Regions from separate parts of the Mus musculus genome. Here region 1 is linked to region 2. The links are chromatin contacts, called in public HiChIP or PLAC-seq maps. All regions are on one chromosome and are shown on one strand. The core of a region is the stretch at or near the end of the contact, and the rest is flanking DNA. Distances in the headings are between cores, read along the strand shown. Region 1 holds the start of Esr2 (estrogen receptor 2 (beta)). Region 2 overlaps Syne2 (spectrin repeat containing, nuclear envelope 2).

What was found. HiChIP or PLAC-seq counts read pairs in DNA pulled down with a chosen protein or histone mark.
Region 1: an H3K27ac HiChIP or PLAC-seq map of heart atrium shows a contact between it and region 2, with 6 times the contacts expected there. The contact joins the promoter of Esr2 here to the enhancer-like site in region 2. A contact is called at or near these places in 7 of 39 promoter capture datasets (the 3T3-L1 cell line, HPC-7-derived erythroid cells, Sertoli cells and 3 more), 9 of 484 Hi-C or Micro-C datasets (the AML12 cell line, the HL-1 cell line, MC3T3-E1-derived osteoblasts and 4 more), 3 of 115 datasets of contacts at active chromatin or transcription factors (cardiomyocytes, embryonic stem cells and heart atrium) and 3 of 9 other capture datasets (adipose tissue, embryonic stem cells and pancreatic islet).

Annotation. Positions count from the first base shown.
Region 1 is chr12:76,175,729-76,178,516 of GRCm38.p6, reverse strand. Esr2 (estrogen receptor 2 (beta)) reads left to right here and starts at 1,258. Exons shown (of 10, transcript NM_207707.1): 1 at 1,258-1,570.
Region 2 is chr12:76,103,424-76,106,195 of GRCm38.p6, reverse strand. It overlaps Syne2 (spectrin repeat containing, nuclear envelope 2), which reads right to left. Exons shown (of 116, transcript NM_001005510.2): 109 at 2,247-2,449; 110 at 1,031-1,231; 111 at 79-207. Among named protein-coding and RNA genes, the nearest start is that of Esr2, 72 kb to the left of the region's middle. Within about 2 kb of position 1,380, at least 12 of the 459 cell types and tissues checked have an H3K27ac peak or open chromatin away from gene starts, as enhancers often do. A contact at or near this core is called in cardiomyocytes and heart atrium, where this site is marked.

The sequences.
Region 1 (2,788 bases), core at 9-2,508, 72 kb before region 2:
AAGTTTCCCTCCAAATCCCCCCCGCCCCCCCCCCCCCCCCCGGTTTTCTTCTATTAGAGTACCGTCCACCAAGAATCACATTCTGGGTCTGAAGGGACATCTCAGCTGTTAAGATAGCTTGCTGCTCTTGTACAGAAGCCTAATTCTGTTCCCAGCACCCATACGCAGGAGGGAATCCCGCACCTATAGTCTCCGTAGACATCTGCACGCCTGTGTACATACCCATGTGTGCATAATTTAAAAGATAAAAAGTAGATCTTTAAAATCCTTCACAAACATCCCCGTGATGTGTGCGGATGGCTTGACGATTAATTAGGTACACCAGTGACACCAGGTTGGCCTACAGGTCATTTGTTTTCCTTTTAACTTTTGCCACCAAAGGCTGCCTTAAAGCCAGTTGTTTCCTCAAAGACTATAAGGTATGGTTTCAGCCTTTGTGTAGAAGGGTCACTTCCAGGCTAAGCGATTGAGCTGGGAGGATCAGATCTACCATCAGGGGGCGCCAGAGACCCTCTCCGCCCCTGTAAAAGCGCAGGCAGATTTTCTCCAGGTGAATTCCAGGAGGCTCGCGGGATCTTGGACCTAACCCATTGCCTTTTTTTCTTTTTCTTTTTCTTTTTCTTTTTCTTTTTCTTTTTCTTTTTCTTTTTCTTTTTCTTTTTCTTTTCTTTTTTTTTTTTAACGAAACAAAACAAAACAAAACAAAAAACAACTCGTTTTCTCTCCCGGCTTCCATCGCCAGCCGCTGATAGATGAGCGTTCAAACCTTCACCTCCAGCCCCATTGCCTTGCCTTTCTGGAGCACAAGCTAACACTCCCTGCAAAGGAATCTGCCTTCATTACTTCGTTATTACTGCTAATTTCGGTGCTATTACCCGAAACCGGGGCCTGGCCCATGCTTCTCAAGGAGAGTTGTCAAACTTAAGCATTTAATGACACGCACGTAGGTCAAAGTATGGAAACAGGATTAAGTGTGGTCCCTGGACGCACGCGGTTAAGTCCAGAATCCCTGGGGATCTGGTCAGAAATTCCCATTCCCGGGCCCCCATCTCGATCCTTCATCGTCAGTCTATTGGAAGCGGGGTGTCCCTAGAGGATGACTGTGAAGTGGCTGGAGGTCCACATCCAGTGGATCTGGTTGCACGGCGCGGGAGTGCCTGAGATCTCTGGCTCCCGGTTTGTGGTCACGTGGGCTTCTCAGCTACCCTCCCACACTCTTTCCAGGTCTTTAAAAGAAAGACGCACTAACGTTCGTTCGTTAGTCGTGGGCAGTCTTTGCAGCTTCTCCAGCTGCTGGCCCTTTTGAAAGGCACTCTCGGGTCCCTGCCTTCTCCCAGGCTTCTAGCATCAACCACCTCTTGAAACTTCCTGGGAGTAGAGGAGGTGGGGAGCTGGCCTGGAGGGAGCGGCTTGTGCGGCCACTGGCATCCCTTGGCATCCGGGTCTGCAGTAGAGTCTGGCAGCCGCCGCAGGCTGAGCGACAACCAGTGGCTGCGAGTCCCGCTCAGGGACCGAGGAAAGTACGTGTCTGCATTTAGAGAATGCAAAAGAGAGAATGTCCACCCGCTAGGTAAGTGTCCCTTTGCTCATAGTGAGGCTTAATTGACTTTGTGGGAAGCCGGCAGAGTATAGAACAAAAAAAAAAGGGGGGGGGAGGGTTGGGGCACGGGCATGTATGCAACTGTTCTGAACACTACCGGAAACAGAAATTTTTACTGACTTTTGGTTTAGTTATATAAATATAATTTCATTTTAAAGGAAGAAAATTCCTGTGGTTTTCCTAGCAGTGGATACGATGATGACGCTTCTTGCTTGAGTGTGGTGGACCAGGGAAGATATGCCTATCTTAGGCAGGTGATCATGGCTTGTCGACTGGCAATCCTTAGTCGTGTCAGAAATAGAGTTTAACTTCTTTCCTGGATAGTCTGAGAAAGATTAAATCTGATTTCTCTTATATGCTGAAGAGGAATCTAACTGTTGCTTCTTCCTGATTACCTGTGGTGACAGTTTCATAGTGGAAAGAGTGAATATTGGTATGTGTGTGTGTGTGTGTCTGTGTGTGTGTGTATAAAACAAAACTATGAATTTGAGCGCTATTCAGAAAGCAAGCGTGACAATTTAACTTAGGATTTAGAAGGCAGGTTTGTGTTTGGCACATAGTACCCTCGAGGAAAGATGTTTATGTCTTGTTCTATTTCAAGTGTTTTTGTAAGCATCACTTGAAATTTCATTGTTACTATAATGATCCGGCTCATGGTGGATATTTCCTCTCTCCGTGTAAATGTTATTTAAAGAGTGAAAGGAAAGATTAGAAAGAGGATATATAGTGACAACAAGAAGAGTGTAATCAGTAGCTTCATTTTCTTACCAGAGCAAGTCTGATTGTAAGGGTTCTCAACCAGTGGGTCGCGACCCCTTTGAGACACCCCCCCCTCCCCTCGATCTCCAAAAACATTTACATTATGATTCATAACAACAGCAAAATTACAGTTATAAAGTAGCAATGAAAACAATTTTATGGTTGGAGGTTAGCATAACACAAGGGTCTGTATTAAAGAAATTGCCCCACTAGGAAGGCTGAGACCATTTCTCTACAGCATTCTATATGAAGTAAAAGATGAGGTTTTATCAGTCAGGGTTAAAGCAGAAACTTTAGGATTTCATTTTATGTTCAATAGATGTCTAGATGAATCTGAAATTCTTATTTCAAGAGCAGTTTTAAAGACAACACTTTAAGTCTTGCCTAAGATATATAAATGCTTGAAATCAACAAAAAGCATGCAGAAGA
Region 2 (2,772 bases), core at 131-2,630:
GCACTGGATGAAACCACCAAGGAGGACCTTGACCCATGGAGGCAGACAGTGGCTGGTGGGCCTGTGGAGGAGACTTACCATTAGGTCTTTCTGACACTCCAGGAGGACCTGGCGGTCGGCCTCTGGGCTGGTGACATGCGCCTTCTGCCTGCGGCTCTCTGCTGTCGCTAGCCACAGGAGCAAGTCTTGACTCAGCTGGTGAAAGTCCTTCAAGAAACAACACTTGTGAGAGCCCCGTGCTTGGGGGGTGCTGAGAGCAGCACACACACACACACACACACACACGACTGAGGGCGGGAGTGCCCAGAAGGAGCTTGCTCGTACATCTCCACTAGTCAGTAAGCAAAGGACCAGATTTCAGTGACAGGCCAGGGGCTCAACCAAGGAAAGAAAAAGGCAGGGAGGAAGAGGGAGGCATCAGCTATAAACTGATACCAGCAGTGGGGGAGGCGGGGAGGGCGTGTGAAGACCAAATATTTAATCCACTTTCTAGATGCAATGGTTGTGGGATCCCACCCCACATGACAGGCCGTGATGGGCTCATGTTCCTAAAGATGGACTCAGAGCTAAGCGGTGGTGGAGAGCTAATGCATGCTCACACTCATGTGGGTTGGGTAGTAGGCCAGCATTAAACACATCACATTGTTCAGTCCTAAAAATGAGCCCTAGAGTCAGGCTCAGGTCTCAGAGGGGAGTGCTGATGTCCCAGAGTTTCAGGGAATTGCTCTAAGTATCAAACTGCTCCCGTATTCAGGGCTAGGCCTATGATTCTCTCTGACAAAAGGACAGACAGAGGCAGTTCCCTCAACCAGGTGGCATGATTGCTGCAACCCTTACTCCCAGGGTGGGTATGGGCAACAGTCCTGGAAATGCTAGGTAAACACGGGGTCATTTTAATGGCATAGGGATGGGAAGGGAAACTTGATTACTTCCTAGCTTAAGCCAGCCTGGGGATGGTAAAAATATCTGCAGTTCCTAGCGTATGGGCCAGGCTGCTGCCGGGACAGGGCCCTGGGCTGAGTCAACTTACCTGGCACTGCATGAGTGACTGCCGTAAGTCTCCTCGCCAGCTGTCCAATACGCCCTGGACCGAGTCCCAGGACAGGCTCAGCTGATGGAGTCTATTTTGGAGTTCTGTGGCTTCGGGGCTCTGGCTTGGCAGATATTCCTTGTGGCTCACATTGACGGAGACCATCAAGGCCTTGTAGGTATCGAAGGCTTTTAGTATCTCCTAGGGAAGAGATCAGGTTAGGGCTTCGGACACCAGGGAAGAGGGGCTCGTTTTGAATACCTGTAAGGGACAGACCTCCTCCACACTTCTCCGAGCAGTGGGCACCAGGTCGAGCGCGAGCTCGCCCGTGAGTGGCTGAGAAACATCAGCTGAGGGAGCTTGCCTTACAAGGTTAGTGAGCTTGGCTGGCCGGCAGGGTTGGGGAACCAGAGGCCTGCCTCTGACAGGCTTGACCGGAGGCATGGAGAGAGCCTGCTGACCTCCACAGTCCCTTCTCTGTCACTGGCTTAGGGATAGTTCTAGGTAAGACTAAAACTTTTCCAGATAAAGACTAGGTAGCTATCTTGTACTTGCCCCTAGGAGCCCTAGAAACACCACTCCTCTAGGAGAAATGGTAACCTCTGTATCCACAGTGGGAAAGCACAGACCTGGAGAGAAACTGGACACCCTCAAGACTCCTGTCTTGGGTTTCAGGACCTCAGACTTATCTGCTCAGGGGACCCCCAAAATGCAGGGCTCAAGCTGCCTGCCCCTCCCCTGCACCCTGGGCTGGTGCTCCTGAGGCCTAGGGGCTGATCATATGAGTAACAACACGTCTTTAATTGTAACACAGCGTAGTCACAGTAGTCAGACCACAGGATTCCTCAGTCAATGAGCTGATCTGAACCCTTCCCAGGAAGACTCCACTGCTGGTCTCATGTAGAACTACCACATACCACATACAACCTCAGAAGGTTGGCTTTACCCTGCCTGACGATGGCTACCACACCTAAATCTACAGTCCAGATCTTTCCAGCCCCGAGGACCTGAGTCATATCTCTACTGTGCTCTTCTAGGTTTGGGGATTTTCTGTAGACATTCTCTCATGTGAAAAAGAGAAACCCGTGTCTTGGTCCTTACTGAGGTAAAAGCCACTTTAAGCCCAGGTCTGACCTGTTTGTCCAGCAGCACAATGCTAACCCTGCGAGCCTATGCTGAACACCCCCTTCCCCCCTCCACCCATGGCTCCACTCACTTGCAGTCTCTTCACCCTGAGCGCTATTTCCTGGATGTCAGAGGGAGGCTCGGCCAACTTCAGAGCTTCCAGCTCGGCCTCAGTTTTCCCAAGCCAAGCAGCGATGCTGCCGATGTCAGACTTGAGCTGCTGCACGGTCTGTTTGAGCCTGAGCTTGCTGTGAAGCTCCTGCGCCTGGATCAGCTCCCACCTGTCGAAGGCACCTGGAATCCAAAGCTGCCGATTAAAGCAAGCAACAGTGCAAGCGGATCTCAGCCATGAGCGGTCAGTCAGCTTCGTAAAGGGAAGTCAAGGATGCTCCGTGGAGGAGCCAGAGTTCTCTGTCAGGAGTCTCCAAGTTCTGATCCAAGGCCCATCCCTCCACTCCCACAAAGGCTGGAAGGCAGTGGGGACAGAGGCCAAGGAAACCCAACCCGTGGCCAATAGGTATTCTGGCCTCTGGCTTGGTATTTTAGGTAGCGTTGCTGTTCTGATTCATAGAGATCAGCACGAGGTGATCAGCTCAAAACAAACAAACAAAACAAAA